Regions from separate parts of the Anser cygnoides genome. Here region 1 is linked to region 2. A link is a contact called in public Hi-C data. All regions are on one chromosome and are shown on one strand. Each heading gives the region's core, a stretch centred on a gene start, on an enhancer-like site or on the middle of the called end of the contact. The rest is flanking DNA. Distances are from core to core; before and after follow the strand shown.

Region 1 (3,971 bases), core at 324-2,823, 150 kb after region 2:
CTGATTTCACTGCCAGGACGCTGGGGAGAAAACCAAACAACATCTGCCTGTCGCACACCAGCAGAGGCACGGAAAGCTTCCGTGCAAGCCTCGCACACCTCTCCTCCCAGGAGCCCTTCGCGGCTGCTGCCTTCGGTCCAACTCCAGCCTTGTGCAAACAGCCCCAGAGCTGCCCTTTAGACTTTGCTCGGGGCAGAGCGAAGCAGGGGGACATCCACGCTGATAAAACTGCTTATCCTGTGCTCCTACGGGAGGTGGCCGGGCTCCTCCAGCCCTGCCTCAGCAGCCAGGGGCCCCAGGAAGGATTAACGGGGAGCTTGCTGGGGGAGCTGCTTTGTTAGGGGGTGCTGTATGTCACGAGGTGACTTGGAGCAGAGACACGCAGCAAGGCCCCAGAAGCACAGGATGACCACTGCAGCTGTCGGCTTGCCCCCAAAGAGCTAGCATACGTGGTGCGAGGACGCACATTACTCATGCCTTCATGGCAGCGCACAATCGCCAGCTCAGAAGCAGCACAGAAGCCAGAGGCTGCCTGCACAGGAAGAAGCGACGCGCCAGCCCCCTTCCCTTCCAGTTACCCCCAGTTCAGAGCCCCCGGGGCGACGGGAGGCCGGCAGACAGCGGCGCTTCGCCGCTCCGCACGAACGGGAGGCTCCCCGGGCCGCCGGGCTGAGAGCTGAGCACGGAGCCATCGCCGGCCCAAGGAGGAAACATCACCCGCTAAAAATGCGAGCAATAGGGTCTGCCGGAGCTCAGGAATGTCGCTGCTGAGATCTTTGCATTCTTGGAGTTACTTTTTTTAGTCCCCGCACGGATGGTCCCAGAAGCCTGGGGCAGGAGGAGGAGGAGGAGGAGGGGGGCAGCTCCGCTCGCCGGGAGGGGTCGGCTCTGGGGGGTCCCGGGGGGGGCACGGAGCCCCGGCAGCAGCCGGAGGACAGCGAGGGATCGAGGCACGACCACCTCCTCCTCCTCCTCCTCCTCCAGGCCTGAGGCCAGACCCCGACAGCACCCGAGAGGCTGCCCCGGGGTTTATTTCGGTTAAAGCACCCCCCCCCCCCCCCCGAGAACCGGGAGCACCGCGCTCCGCCGGGCAGCCCCCAAGGCGAGAACCCGGAGCCGGGAGGCAGCGGGCGGAACCGGAGACTTAAAAAAAAAAATAATAATTAAAACAAAAAATAATAAAAAGAAATCAACAAAACCCGCGGTAACGCGAACCAGATGCGGCTCCCGGGGGCAGCGCTCGCCGCCGCTCCCCAGCCGGCCGGGACCGGGGCTGCGCCCCCGACCCCCCCGATCCCGATCCCGATCCCGGTCCCGGTCCCAGTCCCAGTCCCAGTCCCCCCCCGCAGCACCCCCCGGTGCGGGCGGCGGCACCGGGAGCCCCGGGGGTGCCCAGCGCGGAGCGTGGCCGGGCGGGTGCCCCCCCCGCACCCACCTTGTCGAGGCAGTTGACCTTCTCGGTGGGGTACACGATCTTCCCGCAGCGGGCGCAGTTGGGGTTCATGGCCGGGCTCCGCCGCCGCCGCCTCTGGGCCGCCGCCCGCGCCCCGCGCCGCTAAATAAGGGGGGGGGGGAACGGGGGGGGGGGGGGCAGGGGAGGGGTTTCGGGGAGGGGGAGGGCGGAGCGGCGGCGCGCGCCCACCCACGCGCGCCCCCCCGCCCTCCGCGCGCGCACGCACACACACGTGCCCTTGCACGCGCGCCGCCCCCCCCCCCCCCCCCCCCCCCCGCGAGCAAATCGCGGTGTGGGCGGGGGCGGGCACACGCGGCACCCCCCCCACCCCCCCCCCCCCCCCCCCCCCCCACCCACACACCCCGAGGGGGGGCTCCCGCCCGCGCGCGCGTGCTCGCGGCGGCCCTCCCCGCGTGCACGTGCGCGGTGCACGGCCGCCCACGTGTGCACGCGCGGCCCCTTTGCCCCTGCCCGCAGCCCCCCCCCCCCCCGGGACCCCAGCCGAGCCCCCCCCCGGTCCCGCCTCGCCCACGCGTGGGGCCGCGGCGCGCACTTAGAGCGCGCGGGGCGGTCGCAGCGGCAGCCGGGGGTATAGCTCAGTGGTAGAGCATTTGACTGCAGATCAAGAGGTCCCTGGTTCAAATCCGGGTGCCCCCTCGAAGAACAATTTTATTTTATTTTTTTCCCCACTCCCACGCGTGTTTTCCCCCCACGCTGTTTCGAGACGCAGCGGGAACGCGCAGCCCGCAGGGCGCAGACGCGCGGCCCCGGCCCCCGTGGGTGCCTCCCGCGTGCGCAGGGCGGCAGCTTCGCAGCGCTGCGCTCGGGGTCGGGCCGGCGGCGCTGGATCCGGACCCCACGGCGCGGAGGCCGCGGGCAGGACGCCGCCACCGCTCCTGTCGCTGCTCCCACCCGGGGGCAGCTGCGCCCCGGGTCCCCTGGCGTTATCCCAGCCCTGAGCCTGTCGCAAAAGAAGGAGCCTCGCAAAGCCAGGAGTCCTTTAATGACGCACGCCCACACCAAACGAGGCTGCGCTCGGCTCTCTTCCCCCTTCTTCGTTTCAGGATGCGGCTTCAAATTGGTTTCCTTCGTTTAAAAGCAGCTTATCTGATCCTCTCGCAGGGCGCCCACTCCTTCCCTTCCTGGTACCTCACCCGGCACTTCCCACCCCCACCAGCCAGCCTCCCACCCCTTTCCTGGGCCCTTTTGCCTTAAAATAAGGCACGCTTTCCTGTGCACCCAGCTCTCTGGGATGTCCTCGTGGGTGCTTTTTGCTCTCTTGGCTCAGGAGATGCTGCTGGGTGACAGAGCCCGTTCGTCGCCCGAGGGTTTCGGGAGGGCACGCTCCCCGTACGCCACGATTCAGCCTCACCCCTACACGCGGCGGAGCTGCTGCTTCCCCGGGGCAGCCGAGGACACGGCTCTGCCGGGTGCCGTCCCACCTACGGCTTGCTTTATTTTTTTTTCCGGAGCTGCATCTTGCGTCTGGCACACTCGGCCTGGCCCCACGCAGTCAGCTCGCCCCGCGGTTTGGCCCGCGCTCCTCTCCTGATGGGTCCGGTGATGGGTGAGAGCCGATGGCCTTTCGGGACCCCACTCGCGGAAGATGTCCTGGAAGACAGAGCGGAGCAGGACGTTTGCGCTGTTACTCCGGGCAATGCTTTTGTACTTCCCTCATCAGCTGCAAACCGGGCGTTTACCGCCAGCAGTTCAATTTACGGCCGTTAAACCCCGTACTTCTGCACTTGCCGCCGTTATTCCCCGTCGTTTGCTTTCAGCCCATCGGGCTGCGTCCCCAGCCCCGCGCAGCGTTCGGGGTCGACGGAGCACCGCGAGCGGCGTCTGTGCCTCCCTGAAAGTAAACCCGGAGCAAAACCTGAGCAAACCGATCGTACGTCGCCTCCGGGCAAAAGGCTCCGTCATGCTGCGGGAGAACGACGCCGGGTTTTGTAAAGCTGCCGGGGCTGGAAAAGTCCCGCGGGGGTAAAATCCACAAGAGGCCGAGTCCTGGTTCCCCCCCCCCCCCCCCCCCCCAGCGCCACGGGTAAAGGGGTGCAGAGGGGGTGCTGCAGGGCAGGGGGTATAGCTCAGTGGCAGAGCATTTGACTGCAGATCAAGAGGTCCCCGGTTCAAATCCGGGTGCCCCCTCTTTTTTTCTCTATCTCTCTTTTATTTATATATGTATTTTTGGCCCCTCATACCTTCGAATCCTTTACTCCTCTCCCCTTTCCGGGAACAAAACCCCAAACCGTGGATTTTCACCCCAAACTGAACCGCCAGGGCCCGGTCGGAAGCCTTTCCCGGTGTCCACGGGGCACCCCAGGGCGGGGGGGGGGGTCCGCCCGCGGCACGCGTGGGGAGCCCGAAGGGGGCCGTGCCCCCCCCCCCCCCCCCGCTCCCTGCCCCCCCCCGCCCGGTGCTCCCGGTACCGGCGCTGCGCCCCCGCCCGCCGCCTGCAGGGGGCGCCACGTGCCGCTCCCTGCACGTGATATCCCCTCGCCACGTGACATCCCCGCCA
Region 2 (3,678 bases), core at 687-3,186:
GAAAAGAGACTCAGGAGCGTGTTTTATTTTTAAAAGCAGTTAAATGTGATTTGCTGAAGAAGAAAAGTGGGAAATCGCGAGTTCTCCATTCGAATTTTGTACTGGCAGAGTCCTGCTCCCACTGGATTTTGTCATTGACTCCTGGAGGCCAGGATTTCACCTGGGGGAAGGAGATTAGACTTCGCATTTGGGGATGCAGCCTGAAAACATGTCAAGGATTTAAGTTTCTTTTAAACACACAGATTTCCAGTTCTGCTCACGGTCTGACCCCAGTGATATTCCAGGCAAGCAGTTTCTTTTCTGGCTCGTTCAAAGCCATAGCAAGGTAGTTGTCTTTTCAGTAGGGTGGCAACTAATCAGTTAATTGTAGGGGGTTTTCACCACTTCCTCCTGCCTTCAGCTTCATTCCCAGGCTCCTGTAGGGTGCAGGAGCCCTGAATTTCCTAAAGCCACCCTGAACTCCAGAGAGCTGCCCTTCCTTGTGTTTTCCAACAGTCATCCTTTGCTCCTTGTGGTCTGCGTACCGTAGCTTCCCCCTCCCCAGTGCTCCCACCTTCACGTGCTGAGATGATAGAAAAGTAGTGAATAAAGCCTAAACCCGGAGCAAATGACGTTATCTTACGCAGCATCAGAATCGGATGACTGCGGGGTGCCTCTGAAGAGGATGTAAGGAATACAGCACCAGATGGCTTTGTCTTGAGACCCTGCTACAGCGGCTGCACCGGGGAAGTAATACCTGCTCAGGCTCCAGCAGGTTGTCAGCTGTTTTCATTCTGCCCCTCTCATTTTGTAAGTTACTTTTTTTTTTTTTTAAAAAAGTCTGATCTTTTTAAAAAAGTTTGATCTGTTCAGGGCTGGGTGAAGGTACAAACCGCCTTCAAGAGAAGCCCTCTTAAAAGTCGAATCAGGGCTGGGGATTTCACGGAGCAGTGTGCTGGACTTGTCGCTGATCGGAGTAATGTTTTACCAATGCGAAAACGCAGTCAAAGTTAAAAGGAAATACTGTTCAGCTTCAGCATTGACACAGAACTGCGTTTGGAACGGAACAGCTGAACACGTTTCCTTCTCTGCTTGCCCAAGACCAAAGTTCAATACTCTCCATTTCTCCTGCGAAAGGTGGGCGTCGCGGACACCCGCAGAAGTACAGGGAACAAAGTCTCCTCCTCTCTCAGCCTCCGCGACACCGAGTGCTGCAAGAGAAACGGGGGCCTGAACTGCGGTCGTAGCAGGCTGAAAGCTTTTGGATCCGTTTTGATGCACTGTACCCTTCCCCTTTGTACACCCTCCGTTTTGTATCGCGTGAGAGAGAGAGAGAGAGAGAGACCAGAGCCAGGCGCCAGCTGCATGATGCTTCTACCGCGTTGAGAGATGAGGTGCACCCCTCCCTACACAGACACTTTGTGTGTAAACGCTTGGTCTCTTACAAATGTTTTATTTTTAAAATATTTTTGCTTATTCTCGACGATATTTTACATCTTTCAGTATTGGAAAGGTAAAACGTGTAAACAAAATAAAAGCCAAACCTTTTAATCTCAGCTGCAGAAGCGTCACAGGGGCGTTAAAAGCCGTTTTTTCCTGCGGGGGCGGCCCTGGGAATGGCGCCGAGCTCCTTTCTCAGCCTCCTTTGCTCGTGGGGCTCCGGCCGGGTCCCCCCCCGATCGCTCCCCTCGCCCCCAGCGGCCTCGGCTCGGGGCGCGCCGCGGCGGCCACGCGGGATTTTCCCGCGGTAATGACGTCACCGCGGCGCGCCGCCAGCCGGGGCCCTGATTGGCTGGAGCTGCCTCCCCCTCCCAGCACACCCGGAAGGGAGTGGCGGGGCGGGGCCGCTCCCCCCCTTCGGAGCCCCCCCCGCGGCCCCCTCGGGGCGGCCCCGGGTTGGGGGGGGGGAGGGGGCGCCCCGTGGGGCCCCCCCCGGTACCGGGGAAGGGGAGGGGGGGGGGGGCCGCAGCCCCCCGGAAGTACCGGGAGGGGGGGGGGGGGTGCGGAGGCCGGCGGCGGCGCGATGGGCGCGGCGGCCTGCGGGGTAGGTGGGCGCGGGGGGGGGAGGGGGGCGGTGCGCGGAGGGAGGGAGGCGGGGGGGGGGGGGGCGCGGACCGTTCCCCTCCCCCCTCCCGTTCTCGTCCCGGGGCGTCCCCGCCGCAGCGCCCCCCCCCGCCGCGCCGCGCCGACCAATGAGCGGGCGCGTTGCTGGCAGGTGCCGTGTTTTTGTTTTGGGTCGAAGTTGAGGCCGGAGGAGGCGCCGCGGCGGCGGCGGGCGGAGGCCGCGAGCCACCGGCACCCCCGGGACCCCCCCATCCCGCGGGACATTCCCCCCACCCCCCCCCCCCGGCACCACCCCTCCCTTACAGCCCCCGGCCCCGCCATGCGGCGGGAGATGAACGGGGTCACCCGGAGCCGCTTCGAGGTGAGGCCGCGGGGAGGGGGGGGGCGCGGGGGGGTTGGGGGGAGGGGGGGCGGTGTCCTGCGGCCCCCCCCGCGCCCATCGGTCACCGGGAGGGGGAGGGGGCTGCGGGGGAGGTGGGGGGGAGAGACCGGGGAGGGGAAGGAGAAGGAGGAGGGGGGAGGACGGAGAGGGGAAGGGTTTTTGGGGGGGTCGGATTTGGGGGGGGGGGTCGTGGGGGGGGTAATTTTTTCGTCCCCGGCCCCTGAGCAGTGCGGGGGGGGCGCCTGCGAGCCCCGGGCCCTGTGCGGCCTCCGGGCCCTTTGTCCGCGGCCAGGCCGGGCTTGGCCCCCCCCCCTGCCCCCCCCGGGGGCCGCCCCGGGCCTCTGAGGGATCGGGAGGGGGGTGCGAGGGGGGGGGGATTTATGGGTTCGCGGTTTGGGGGCGGCGGCTTTTGTGTCTCGGGGGGTTTCTGTGCTCCCCCCTCTTGTGGTCACGGGTGGGCAGCTGGGAAGCAGCGCTCCGGTACCGGCTGGGGGTGTGAATTGAGCCTGCCCCCCCCATACCCCCCCCCCTCCCACACCCCCCCCCCGGGACCCCCTCGTGGGGTTTGTTGGGTTTTTGCTTCGTTTTTGCTTCGTTTTGGCTTTGCCACGTTTGGGTCTGGAGAGCCGAGCGCGGGGCTGCGCCCCCGCAACCGGGTTTTGTTTTTCGGAGGGGACGCGGCCGAAGTTCGGCCGGGCCCTTCCGTCCCTGCCCTGGCACCGGGAGCTTCTGCGCCCGGGAGCCGTGGTGCATCGGGACGGCTGCGGGGGGGACTGGGAGTGGTGGTCGGGGGGGGGGGGGGGGGGGGTCCTCGGGCAGCTTCGGCTCGGGGCGGAGGCCGGTGGGGAGGCTCTGCCCCGGGAGGCTCAGCCTCCAGGCCCCGGTAACGCGCAGCTCGCCGGGGGGAGGCCGGTTGGGACCCCCAGGACGGGGCGCGTGGGCCTCCGGTGAGCTGCGGGAGTGGGGTCCTGAGCTGGAGCTGCTGCTGCTGGGCTCCGAAATCGGCTTCCAAGTGGCTTTGGTAACGATTTGGCCTTACCGTAGTGATAAAATACGGTGAGGGGGTAGGGGCTGGGCTTCTGGACGGCGGCGTGGTGGGGGGGGGTTTCTGGCGTGCGGGCGGCCAGCCCTCCCCGGGGCAGGCGGGAGGCTGAGCCCCCCTCCTGCCCAAATGGGAGCCTGTCCCAGATGAGTCCCCGCAGAGGAGGAGCGGCCGCCACAGGGAGCACGGCCGCGCACCGCAGCGAAGCAAA

Evidence for each region. Hi-C and Micro-C count contacts between places; a contact is called where the count stands out from the background.
Region 1: a Hi-C map of liver shows a contact between it and region 2, with 1.7 times the contacts expected there. The contact joins the promoter of LASP1 here to the promoter of FBXL20 in region 2. A contact is called at or near these places in 2 of 7 Hi-C or Micro-C datasets (both in liver).

Annotation. Positions count from the first base shown.
Region 1 is chr22:8,120,248-8,124,218 of Taihu_goose_T2T_genome, forward strand. LASP1 (LIM and SH3 protein 1) reads right to left here and starts at 1,574. Exons shown (of 7, transcript XM_048050781.2): 1 at 1,436-1,574. The coding sequence starts at 1,504. TRNAC-GCA (transfer RNA cysteine (anticodon GCA)) reads left to right here and starts at 2,039; the gene lies at 2,039-2,110. It overlaps RPL23 (ribosomal protein L23), which reads left to right and starts at 3,942. Exons shown (of 5, transcript XM_048050832.2): 1 at 3,942-3,971. It overlaps TRNAC-GCA (transfer RNA cysteine (anticodon GCA)), which reads left to right and starts at 3,530; the gene lies at 3,530-3,601. It also overlaps LOC125180471.
Region 2 is chr22:7,973,892-7,977,569 of Taihu_goose_T2T_genome, forward strand. It overlaps FBXL20 (F-box and leucine rich repeat protein 20), which reads left to right and starts at 1,937. Exons shown (of 14, transcript XM_066981853.1): 1 at 1,937-2,023. The coding sequence starts at 2,003. MED1 (mediator complex subunit 1) reads left to right here. Exons shown (of 17, transcript XM_066981851.1): 17 at 1-1,535.